2 separate regions of the Capra hircus genome follow, and region 1 is linked to region 2. A link is a contact called in public Hi-C data. All regions are on one chromosome and are shown on one strand. The core of a region is the stretch at or near the end of the contact, and the rest is flanking DNA. Distances in the headings are between cores, read along the strand shown. Region 1 overlaps ANKRD44 (serine/threonine-protein phosphatase 6 regulatory ankyrin repeat subunit B). Region 2 holds the start of ANKRD44 (serine/threonine-protein phosphatase 6 regulatory ankyrin repeat subunit B).

What was found. A called contact is a pair of places that touch in the nucleus more often than the background predicts.
Region 1: a contact with region 2 is called in a Hi-C map of blood, with 5 times the contacts expected there. The contact joins the enhancer-like site here to the promoter of ANKRD44 in region 2. A contact is called at or near these places in 3 of 5 Hi-C or Micro-C datasets (all in blood).

Annotation. Positions count from the first base shown.
Region 1 is chr2:50,199,247-50,205,864 of ARS1.2, reverse strand. The region is part of intron 1 of ANKRD44 (serine/threonine-protein phosphatase 6 regulatory ankyrin repeat subunit B); the gene reads right to left. Among named protein-coding and RNA genes, the nearest start is that of ANKRD44, 120 kb to the right of the region's middle. Within about 2 kb of position 1,629, at least 1 of the 5 cell types and tissues checked has an H3K27ac peak or open chromatin away from gene starts, as enhancers often do.
Region 2 is chr2:50,080,996-50,087,404 of ARS1.2, reverse strand. ANKRD44 (serine/threonine-protein phosphatase 6 regulatory ankyrin repeat subunit B) reads right to left here and starts at 2,635. Exons shown (of 28, transcript XM_018061363.1): 1 at 2,412-2,635. The coding sequence starts at 2,438.

The sequences.
Region 1 (6,618 bases), core at 380-2,879, 120 kb before region 2:
GCTGAAACTCCAATACTTTGGCCACCTCACGTGAAGAGTTGACTCATTGGAAAAGACCCTGATGCTGGGAGGGATTGGGGGCAGGAGGAGGAGATGACAGAGGATGAGATGGCTGGACGACATCACTGACTCAATGGACATGAGTTTGAGTAAACTCCGGGAGTTGGTGATGGACAGGGAGGCCTGGCGTGCTGCAATTCATGGGGTCGCAAAGAGTTGGACATGAATGAGCAACTGAACTGATCTGAACTGAGGCAAACACTTGCCTTGAGAATAAATATTTGGGAAAAGATACATCTAAATTCTGTCTCTATTACATGACTTTAAAAAAGAGTGAATATTCTAATTACAGTACTCTTGTTCATAAATACCAAGTATTTATACTCTGTTGACTATTTATTTGGAAATCACTGTATCTTTTGCCTTGACCTTGATAGGGCCTTCCATGCAAAAGAACAGAGTCCCAAGCCTTGGCATGAACAAGAATTTTTTTTAGAATTTTCACCCATTTCAATGCTAGCATATACAAAATACAAGTGCTTTGTGTGCAAATTTGAATAAATACATTTTTAACAAGGGTCAGAGCTGTGAAAAACAAATAGTGGCAGGAAAAAGAGAAAGATTCTGATGTCATGAAACCACTGGTTATCAATCCCTAAAGAAATTTAAATTCTTAAAGAGAGATTTGCAGCTTCAGTTACCAGAATTGTTTTAGCATGTTTAGCAGCTGTAGATTGGAAATGATTTCCATGTGCTGTGGATACTGGCACAGTCCCTCATGTAGATTCAGAAGGATACTTCCTGGGCTTGCTTAACCAATGGCACAAGTAGGGGTCAATATTCAGATGGTACCTTTCCTTGTCTTTCAATACCACCAACTACCAGCACTCTACTGGTAGAAGAGTGAACTGGTAGGGCTGTTCACACTTGCCAGAAGTGTGAACAGCTGCCTTCTAGAGGTGACTGCCAGCCTGATGACATTTGACCCCTCTAAGACAGAAGAGCAGAGCAGAAGCCCCTTGAATTTGGCAACCATTATGAGCAATGTGGCCATTGCTGACATTAGGAACTAAACATTTATCCGCAAAAAGCCACTTTCACTTTCACTACCCACATCCCTATCAGACCACACACTACAGTATTTTTCTATTTTATTCTCAGTCTTTGAGAACAAATGAGGAAAATATCCAATTCCCAAATATAAGACGCTAAATCAAATAACGTACTGACAACAGTATTCTCAAACTGTGAAGTAGAGTAACAATACCACTAGGGGGAGCAAGAAGTTAATTTGTTACCTGGGAGGTAAGAGTAAATATTCAAGTTGTGTGATTAAGGTAGCTGGAGGATCCGTTTTATTCAAGACATGAAAGGATTCAAGCTTCTGGGAGAATTCTTAGAAAAAAGTAAATACAACCTGCATCACACCCCAAAACAAAAATTTTTTAAACTTTCCTATTGATCCCTGAGGGTCCAGGTTTTTAGGAAGAATAAAGCTATTTAAAACCCAGATGTTAAAGAATTATTTTCTTCACGTACAAAATCCAATTATTTCCTCAACTGCACTTTTTAAAAGTGCTGCTAGTGGTATCAGATATGCCACTGGCTTAGGAATAAAGCTCAACTGTGAGGAAAGCACAGTTGACTTAAAGGATCCACTCCGTCCTGTCTTGCAATGACAGATCCCCATCGGTTAGCACTCTCCAAAATCTTCTATTGAAACTAACAGTTTGATTTTAGCTAAAACCACTGTATAGTGCATTTCGCTTTGTCAGAGCTTCATATTCTTTTCTAATATGTTGGCTTTGGAAGATAAGCAGAGTGATAGAGGCTGTCGCTGAGCATCTGAAAATATAGCCCATGGTAGGAAGTCCAAGAAGATGCTCAGCATTACATTCCAATTTGTTGGCATGCTGTTTGTCTTTTTCTGATTAGGCTGAATAAGTAAAGATTCCAAGTCTAAATGAAAACATCTTGCATTCTAATCAAGAGTGAGTTTTGGGAATCAATCAACAGCCAAGAGGGAAAAATGATATTCCTAAACATCTGTCCACACTTAAGTATTCTGAGTACAGTATGTCATTAAAGCAGGATGGGAGCATGTTATTAGTAGCTAATAGCTGATATAGCAATAATCTGACCATGTGAAACCATCAACTTATATGAACATGCTGAAACACTTCATTAGGTAACAACTGGTTTTTGTGTGAGGCAGTGCTTGCATTTTTACAAAAGGATAATAAAAATTTGCTCGAGTCACTAGATTTAATGGACAGAACTTGTTAGCTCTATTCATGTGGGTCCTGCCTGCTGCGTGATCTGCTGACAGAGTGCCATTGAGTGATTCTTGAATATAGATCACTCCTTATTTGGGGAGAAGTTCACTCCATCACAGAAAGACAATGATGATCGTAAAAGCAAAATCTGTTTCCCTTAAGAACTGTACAAAATATACTGAGTCCTCATAAACATTTTTAATGCAAGACTACATGACTGAAAATGTCTCCTACAAACTTTGCCACAAAGTGTCTATAATATTTCCAATTTTTTATTAAAAACAGAAAAAAGCATAAAACTCAAAGTATCGGTAATACTCTATCGTAGAGATTTATTAACTTTACACTTGTGAAAGAAGAACTACAGTTAATCAGAAAATGGAAAAATTAATTTATCCATCCTTTTCCAAAATGATTATGACACGGAGGCATTGACTATGATATAATTATTCAAGGACCAGTTATTCAGTTTCTGGAACATTCATTTCCTTTGCCTCACCTTCCTTTCTTGAGATCCTCCTTAAAGAGAGATCTCTCTGCTCTTTAAGAGTGCCTATTAGCACCTTCACCAGAGGAGCGCTGGCTGGAGGAAAAATGAAACCCAAGCATGTCAACGTTGCTACTAGATACTTACAAAAGGTCAGGTAAAAGGAAATGATGAAACAACAGTAACTGTAAGCTTGAAATCTGGAAGCAATGTTGATTTTTACAGACCTGAGATCTCTCTCTCTTCTGCCACAGGAGGGAGACTCATGTATGGTATCAGAGAGACTTTGAGCTAAATCTTAGCCATGGTTTCCTCATCTATAATACAGGGTCATGTGATGATGATGACTCTGTTTTATAGATGAGGAAACCACAAGCAAGGCTCCAATAGTACACGAACAGAGAACTTCCAGATGTTCAAGCTGGATTTAGAAAAGGTAGAGGAACGAGAGATCAAATTGCCAACATCCCTTGGGTCATAGAAAAAGCAATAGAGTTCCAGAAAAACATCCATTTCTGCTTCGTGGACTACACCAAAGCCTTCAACTGTGTGGATCACAACAAACTGTGGGAAATTCTTAAAGAGATGGGAATACCAGACCACCTTACCTGCCTCCTGAGAACTCTGTATGCAGGTCCAGAAGCAACAGTTAGAACTGGACATGGAACAACAGACTGGTTCCAAACAGGTAAAGGAGTACGTCAAGGCTGTATATTGTCACCCTGCTTATTTAACTTATATGCAGAGTACATCATGAGAAACACTGGGCTGGATGAAATACAAGCTGGAATCAAGATTGCTGCAAAAAATACCAATAACCTCAGATACGCAGATGACACCACCCTTATGGCAGAAAGCAAAGAAGAACTAAAGAGCCTCTTGATTAAAGTAAACAAGGACAGGGAAAAAGCTGGCTTAAAACTCAACATTTAAAAAACTAAGATCATGGCATCTGGTCCCATCGCTTCATGGCAAATAAATGGGGAAACAATGGAAACAGTGACAGACTTTATTTTCTTGGGCTCCAAGATCACTGCAGATGGTGACTGCAGCCATGAAATTAAAAGATGCTTGCTCCTTGGAAGAAAAGCTATGACCAACCTAGACGCATATTAAAAAGCAGAGACATTACTTTGTCAACAAAGGTCCATCTAGTCAAAGCTATGGTTTTTCCAGTAGTAATGTATTGGTGTTAAGAGCTGAACCATAAAGAAAGCTGAGCGCCAAAGAACTGATGATTTTGAACTATGGTGTTGGAGAAGACTCTTGAGAGTCTCTTGGACTGCAAGGAGAGCCAACCAGTCCATCCTAAAGGAAATCAGTCCTGAATATTCATTGGAAGGACTGATGCTGAAGTTGAAGCTCCAATCCTTTGGCCACATGATGTGAAGAACCAACAGTGGAAACGACCCTGATGCTGGGAAAGACTGAAGGCAGGAGGAGAAGAGGTTGACGAAGGATGAGATGGTTGCATGGCATCACCGACTGGATGCACAGGAGTTTGAGCAAGCTCTGGGAGTTGGTGATGGGCAACGGAAGCCTGGTGAGCTACAGCCCATGGGTCGTAAAGAGTCGGACGTGACTGAGCGACTGAACTGAACTGAGCCATTTTATAAGATACGTTTAAGAAATGACATAACATATGCCATATCTCCTGTACAAGGCCAATGCTCAATAAAAAATAGTGATTAGTGTTGATTTTTGAGGTAATAAGCTCAAAAACTTTCACAGACAAGTGCATGGGATTCAGGGAGATTTCCTTAAAAATTACAGAGCAAATAAGTCAAGTTAGGATTATAATCCACTTAAGACCACCAGCAAAGCAGAGGGACCCTTCATACTGGGGAAAAAAGTGTTTATTTATAGGAAAGGGAGAAAGAACCACACTGAGTCTGATTTGGCCTTTGTTATCCTGGGCAACCTCAAAACTGCTGCACAGACTCACTGTACTCAGAGGTCTAATCTATAAAACCAAAATAACAGCGACTCACCTGAATAATACATCATCTCTCTTGACTCATCCAGCTGTGCCCCATATTTATGTCTTCTGGATGGGACATGAACCTTTACTGTTTAAGGTTATTATAAACAAACATGGTTTTACTTTCCTTTATATTTTCCTAATGGTCATAAAGGAGATTAATTCCCTGTTTGGAGCTGTGAAGGGGGGTCAAGTGATTTGCCTGTTAGTGGCAAAGTTGAGACTAGAATTTAGTTTTCCAGATTCTCTCAGTTCAGTACTTTCTCTCTCACATGTCATATTAATACAATAAATATAAAATAAATATATTATATATAAGACTTCCCTGGAGGCTCAGATGGTAAAGCATCTGCCTACAATGCGGGAGACCCGGGTTCGATCCCTAGGTCGGGAAGATCCCCTGGAGAAGGAAATGGCAACCCACCCCAGTACTCTTGCCTGGAAAATCCCACGGACAGAGGAGCGTGGTAGGCTACAGTCCATAGGGTCGCAAAGAGTTGGACACGACTGAGCAACTTCACTTTCACTTTCCCAAAAATAGTTGGAATAATCCTCCCACTCATTAGCAGGGTTTTGGCTGGGTTCGAGTCCCAGCCATGAGGGTTCCAGTCCCAATCTGAGCTAAATGGTTTCATGTCTGGTGGTGAAGATAAAGTCCGATGATATAAGAACCAGTGATTCAGCCTCAATTTCAATGAACTTTCTATGGAGAAATATTACAACTTTACAACTCACTAAGGGAAAATATCATAGCATTTCTCTATATGTGTGTGTATATACACCATATAATGACTATATATGTGTATATATTTCTAGATACAGTACTCCCAACACAATGACTAACAATGAAACAATCTTGCCAAAAGTTAGAAAACAAATAGGAACAATCTCAAACCTGAATTCTGAGAAAGAATGAGAAGGGAGGTGTAAGCTAGATTTTGAATGAGACTGTGAGGACTGTGGAGAGTACATCTTTCATGCTGGAGAACTGTAGACAATGAGGTTAGAAAAAGCAACAGAGTTGAGGGAGCACAATGCCAGCAGGAGTTTTAACCTAATCTTCTGAGCAAACAGGAACTGAAGGTCTTGAGCAAGAAAACGGCACAGTCTTTGCAGTTAATCTGGCCACATTGTGGGTGGGCGTTCAAGGAGAAGAAGGAGTTAAGAGAACCCAGTTAGAACACTATCACGGCAATCCAGGCATCCCAGGAGAGAGCTTTCCCATCTCCATGTATCTTGGGCTCCCCAGTTACAGCTTACAGGGAAACAGTGGAAACGACAGATTCTGTTTTTACTTCTTTGATGTTGCTCTATTCCTGGATGCAAATTTGGCTCTGCATCTTGGCAATTTTCCTCTCCTCTTTATATATAGCCCAAATCTCTTGCCCCCAACACACTCCTGCTTCCAGGTGAAATCGAGGTTACTCCCTTTAGTTCCTGGAACACTTCCATCTCCACCCCAACAGAACCTCCATGGAAATAAGTTCTGTTTTGTCAGACTTGTCACTTGAGCACTGAATTTAAATCATAGCATTTCAAAAATAGGCCACAACCATAAAGAGAAAAGCAAAGCAAAACAACACAGACATACTTTGCCAAATGCCATATTTGTATTGGGATCTGCTGCCAATTACCCACATCTTTCTTCACTCTGTCTAGTTTGAAATGGCTTGAGATCAAATCTCAACTTTAGCTAAGTTAATTAAACAGTGTTCAGGAGTTAACATTTAAAGAAAGTTATTTTAAGTAAGAGCACAATAGATCCAAGAGGTTAGCATATGCAGCATATTTAAACCAATGTAATTTTGGTGAAACAGAAAGAACAACAATATACTTCTACAACAGTTTCCTGTTTTGAGAAATTTCTATAGAGG
Region 2 (6,409 bases), core at 1,386-3,885:
TCCACCTTGCAAACAGGGCATTAAAAAAATGAGAGAGAATTAACACGTGATTGTTTTAATACACAGCTGAGTGGAGAGCGAGCCATTTCTACAAACTCGTAAGGTCCAGATCTGAAGCAGGTGGTTCCCTACCATAACGGTGAAGCAAAGCTCCTGTAGTAGGAGTTTAAGCAAAGGATTTTAAGCCTCTGATGAGGTTAAGAACCAGCTTCTAAGAATTTAGAGTTTCAAACTGAAAGGTAAGACTATATAAGGCAAGAAAGACCACACAGTTCCTGGACCTAAGGCCTCCCAGAAACCATAATTGTTCACCACTCTACCCCACCCAGTCCACCTCCTCTCCCTCAGGCTTTGCCCCATAGGCTGTCAACTTCTAGGTGTCCATGAATCTTAGAACTCCTTAGTTTCCTGTTATGCATCAGGAGATGGAATCAAATAAACGTTATACAACCCTTTCTTGCCCTCCACAGTGACACTAGTTTGTTGGGGGAAGGGTGGGGATGTATTCAAAAACACTTTAAAAGAGAAACTCTTTGAAAAGTTCTACTCGGACAAGTCCTGGAGAATAACTTTCTAAAATCAAAAAATACTTTTCACCAGGGTTGATCCTGATTTAGCAGAGGATGCCTTGTCAGCCTTTCAACACAGCTGATGATAAGACAGCAGGAGATATCAACCATCCCTAGAAGAAAGGACAGGAATCTGGAAGGCAGGAGACAGGAGTGCATCTCTGCCCTACAAGTCCAAGAGCTGTGTCCTTGAGGAAGACTTGCTTCTCTTGTCTAGACCTCAGTTTCTTTGTTAAAAAATTAAGGATTTGGATGAAGATCACCTTTGGCATCCCTTCCAGCTCTAAAGTTCTATGTAAAATTCTTTTGTGTATGTGAAAATGACAACACCTATTAGAAGCATTTTGTGTACTTTGAAGATGAATATTTAGAAATTAACAGAGAAATATAGTAACTTGCAATGGCAAAAGATAACATGACCAAGGCAGACTAAAATCGAAAGATTTAAAACAAATGTCTAACAGTTGTCAAAGTATGTGACTAAAAGGTGGGGGGTTGGGGGGAGGGCTAAACTAATATCAACTTACAAGTACTCTTAAATGCTCTGGAACCAATGGAAACAAATAGATTCATCACTACCAGCTGCTCCTCCTGCTAAATTTAACAGTAAGGTTCATTTTAATTCAGTGATCCCTCCCCCATATAAAAAGAAAATTTTTAAAGCCTGTAAATACAGAAAGCAAAGCAAAACTTTGACTCTAAAGGCAGGATAACAAATTACTGTGGTGATTGATTGCACTTAAGTCTCAGGAAGTTCTGGCTGGATACTGAGGACAGGGAGGCACCAGATGCAACCCACTTGAGAAGCATGAGATGTTTAAACACCAAGGGCTGGCATGTTTGACCGCCTGTGTCAAAGTCAAGTCTGCCTCTCCGCCTACCAGGACCTCAAAACAATGTTCATTTCACTATCCATGAATAAATGGCAAAAGAAATAAAAGGAAGCTGTTTCCTTTTTTCGTAGGAGGAGTTACAGAGTTTTGTCATACAACTTGGCTGGGCGCTTGTGTCAATGCCCTCAGAGCTGCAGCGTCCGCAAAGGTAGGGGTGTCTCGTGCCTCAGACCTCCAGCGAGGACTGTCAACCGAGCTAGCAAACATCCCCACCTCTCCAAGCAAAGGGCTCTAGAGCTACCCCGTGCTGTGGCTTAGCCGGAAAGCGACAAAGCTCATCAACACAGGCAGAGGGTAGCCCACCGACTGTGAGTGGAACCCCGGGCCGAACTTCACCTCCTCTAGGGACAGCCGTGCCTGAGATCTCCATCGTGCACGACGCACACACAGCCCCTGGGCTACCAAAGAGGAAGTCAGGGTGTCACGTCAAAAGGATAAAGACAGCCCGGCCACACAAGAGCCGCGGTCTGGGCCGGTCTCCAGCTTGGCTGGGAAAAGGGTCCCAGGCTGCGATCCTTCTCCCTCTCCATCCACCTTCCTCTTCCCGGCGGCGCGCACCAGCCTCTCTCCCGCCCGCCCGGGCTGGCGGAGCCCAAGCTGCGCAGCGCCGGAGGAGCACCTCGAGCCTCCCCTCCCCCTGCCCAGCCCGGGCCCGTGGACAACGCACCCCCGCACGCCAGCTAGAGCCCCGCCGCCCCTTCCCCAGCCCCCGGGGCGCCCCAGCCGCCGAGCCGAGCGCGCAGTTCCGACGGCCCAGGGCGGGGACCGAGCCGGGGAGGAGGGCTGCAGCCGCCGGCTTTCGGAGCAGCCGGCGGCCGCACACACTCCTCCCCTTCGCCGCGAGTAAACAGCTCGCGGGCGCGCTCCGTGCCGCGCCCCCATCCCCCTGCCGGGGCTCCGCGCCGCCCTGCGCCCGCGCGTCCCGCCCGCCGGCGCCGCCGCCCCCTACCTGGTCGGTGAGTTTGAGCACTGCCATTCTTCCGCTCCTTCGCGCGCACACACATACAGGTCCCCGGTCCGCAGATGTCACGCCAGGAGCCGGGGAAGCGGAAGGGATTGCCAAGGGAAGGGAAAAAAATCTGGCTCCCGAATTTGACAGCCCTCCCCCTGCTCCTCCTCCTCCTCCGCCTTCTCCTCCTCCTCCCGCCGAGAGGCTGACACTGGCTAGTAGGGTTTGCAGCCGAGCCCGCCCGCCTTTATACAGGAAGTACCGGCTGCTGCCAGCCGGGCCGCCACTGACATCACCGCGCGCTGCCTCGCTCGCCGCCGCGCCGCCTGGGCCGACGCTGCCTCCTGCCGCCCGCGGCCGCGCCTCGCAGCCCGCGGCTCAGGGTGCTCCCAGGCTCCCGCACCGGGCGCGCCACGGTGGGGTCAGACTGCCGCCTGCTTTCGGCACCTGCACACTGCGCGCGGGCTAGCGGGACCGGGCCCCCCGGTCGCCCACGCTGCCCCCCACGCAGAGCGTGCACGTTTAGAGGCCCCCGGGCTGGGGAGGGGTGGGGGGTTGCTGATCGTGACCCCTCCCCTCGCCCTGTCTCACACACACCCCCCCCCACACACACACACACACAACCTCGTGAGCACTCCCTGTGGATACACCCGAGGGGCAATAAAGGCTGCATTCACTTGTAGCCAATTTCAAATCAGGAGATTGGACCACACGCCTTCCTCTAAACCTCTCCCTAGTCCGGAATCCGCCCAGCTCTTCAAATCATCCCACCTGGTCAGGGACCGCAAGGCTGGTGCTCTCTTTGTTTAATACAAGGAGACCCTGACTCATTCTTTAGCTAGTTTTTGTGAAACGCTTGGAGGGTAGGGACGGGGGGCTCTGGCCCTTTCACCTTGTTCTCCAGCTACCTCCCTGCTAGACACGCAGAACCCCATCGTTAAATTCAAACACTGGGTTTTGATTTGGGGACGAAGAAGATGGAGCAACGTTACAGGAGAAGAAAAGGTCTTGTACTGCTGCGTTAATTGGGTTTTTGAGGGTTTCCACCAGTTGACCCACTCATTTCTGCAAAATCCAGTTACCCTACTCTTCAACAGATAGAAGACCCAGTTGTAAAAGAGCATGGGACACACACACAACAGTAGTATATGTAATCATAGTAAAGTGTTAACCAGACCACCTGACCTGCCTCTTGAGAAATCTGTATGCAGGTCAGAAAGCAACAGTTAGAACTGGACATGGAACAACAGACTGGTTCCAAATAGGAAAAGGAGTGCGTCAAGGCTGTATATTGTCACCCTGCTTATTTCATTTATATGCAGAGTACACCATGAGAAACGCTGGACTGGAAGAAACACAGGCTGGAATCAAGATTGCTGGGAGAAATATCTATAACACCAGATATGCAGATGACACCACCCTTATGGCAGAAAGTGAAGAAGAACTAAAAAGCCTCCTGATGAAAGTGAAAGAGGAGAGTGAAAAAGTTGGCTTACAGCTCAACATTCAGAAAATGAAGATCATGGCATCTGGTCCCATCACTTCATGGCAAATAGATGGGGAAACAGTGGAAACAGTGTCAGACTTTATTTTGGGGGGCTCCAAAATCACTGCAGATGGTGACTGCAGCCATGGAATTAAAAGACACTCCTTGGAAGAAAAGTTATGACCAACCTAGATAGCATATTCAAAAGCAGAGACATTACTTTGCCGACTAAGGTCCATCTAGTCAAGGCTATGGTTTTTCCTGTGGTCATGTATGGATGTGAGAGTTGGACTGTGAAGAAGGCTGAGCGCCAAAGAATGGATGCTTTTGAACTGTGGTGTTGGAGAAGACTTTTGAGAGTCCCTTGGACTGCAAGGAGATCCAACCAGTCCATTCTGAAGGAGATCAGCCCTGGGATTTCTTTGGCGGGAATGATGCTAAAGCTGAAGCTCCAGTACTTTGGCCACCTCATGCGAAGAGTTGACTCACTGGAAAAGACTTTGATGCTGAGAGGGATTGGGGGCAGGAGGAGAAGAGGACGACAGAGGATGAGATGGCTGGATGGCATCACGGACTCGATGGACGTGAGTCTGAGTAAACTCCGGGAGTTGGTGATGGACAGGGAGGCCTGGCGTGCTGCGATTCATGGGGTCACAAAGAGTCGGACACGACTGAGCGACTGAACTGAACTGAACTGAATACTTGTGGAATTTGGAGCAAATACTTATTCATTCCTGGGGAAGGAAATGGCAACCCATTCCAGATTCTTGCTGCCTGGAGAATCCCCATGGACAGAGGAGCCTGGTGAGCTACAGTCCATAGAGTCGCAAAGAGTGGAACAGGACTGAAGCAACTTAGCATGCATGCACACTTAGTCATTCAACAACTATGTACTGAGTGCTGACTTTGCACCAGATGCTGGATAGACACAATATGAAAGGGGGAGCATAAACATCCAAGATACCTAGTCAGGAGATGTTGGACATAAATAATCACCACTAATGAATGTAATTACAGACTGAGATAAGGGTTCACAGGGGAAAAAAATACTTGTAAAGAAATCCATGACTGAGGAATCAAGCCAGGCTGGTAGGTGAAGATGGGTTTCCCTGAGAAAGTGACAAGAGTTGAGATTCTGCCAGAGGAAGAGTTAAGTGGGCAAGTGGATGGGGTGCTGCTCCCAGGCTGACCCACGTGCCCCTGGCATGTCATGGAATAAACCTACATTGAGCAGCAAACCGAAACTACAGTCAGTTCAGTTCAGTCGCTCAGTCGTGTCTGACTCTTTGCGACCCCATGAATCACAGCACGCCAGGCCTCCCTGTCCATCACTAACTCCCGGAGTCCACTCAAACTCATGTCCATCAAGTTGGTGATGCCATCCAGCCATCTCATCCTCTGTCGTCCCCTTCTCCTCCTGCCTCCAATCCCTCCCAGCATCAGGGTCTTTTCCAATGAGTCAACTCTTCGCATGAGGTGGCCAAAGTATTGGAGTTTCAGCTTCAGCATCAGTCCTTCCAATGAACACCCAGGACCGATCTCCTTTAGGAGGGACTGGTTGGATCTCCTTGCAGTCCAAGGGACTCTCAAGAGTCTTCTCCAAACACCACACTTCAAAAGCATCAATTCTTTGGCACTCAGCCTTCTTCACAGTCCAACTCTCACATCCATACATGACCACTGGAAAAACCACAGCCTTGACTACACGGACCTTTGTTGGCAAAGTAATATCTCTGCTTTTGAATATGCTATCTAGGTTGGTCATAACTTTCCTCCCTATCTACCCTTAATTCATAAATCAAATGTGGACTCTTCCTCCCCACTTTCAGAGCCTCCCCAAGAGTCTATTTGAGAAATGAGGGGTGGTAGCATTTGCTTGGCATTCTCCCTTTTATTATCTAACCATGGACTTGGGATTCAGATCACACAGACAAGAAAGCACTCTCCTGGCTTCCACAGTCCTCAGTGATGCACAGAGACAAAAAGACATCTTTCCAAGGCTTCCCTCAAACACAAAATAGTTTCCTTTTTTTGCATCTATGAAGTTCTTCAGTGCTGTTGTCGGTTTGTCTATTCACTAATATCATCCTTTGTGGCTTTGTATTAATAAGTAACAATAAGACCCTAACTTCTCTACCTAAATATAGCTGACTTTCAGAAGAGTGATAACAAATGACTTGATTTGGCAGATGTACTCAAGATCCACTTTGGTTCATCACGGGCATGTCTAAACATAAGTTCTTGGGATCTGATCTGAAAGGAGGGACACGCAGTTCTCAGCCCTTTCAGACCCATCATCTCCTTTTATAACTAGTATTTTTAACATTTTCATTACTATGAAATGAAATTCATAGATAATATTACCTACCTACGCAAATTTCTCTCCAAATCAATATAATGCCCTAATTGTATAACAAGGAAAATAAAAGGAAAGTGATTTATAATTAATGTGTATTTCAATAAGTAAATGCTAAAGCACAGCTCTATCAAAAGACACAATAATAAGATACTT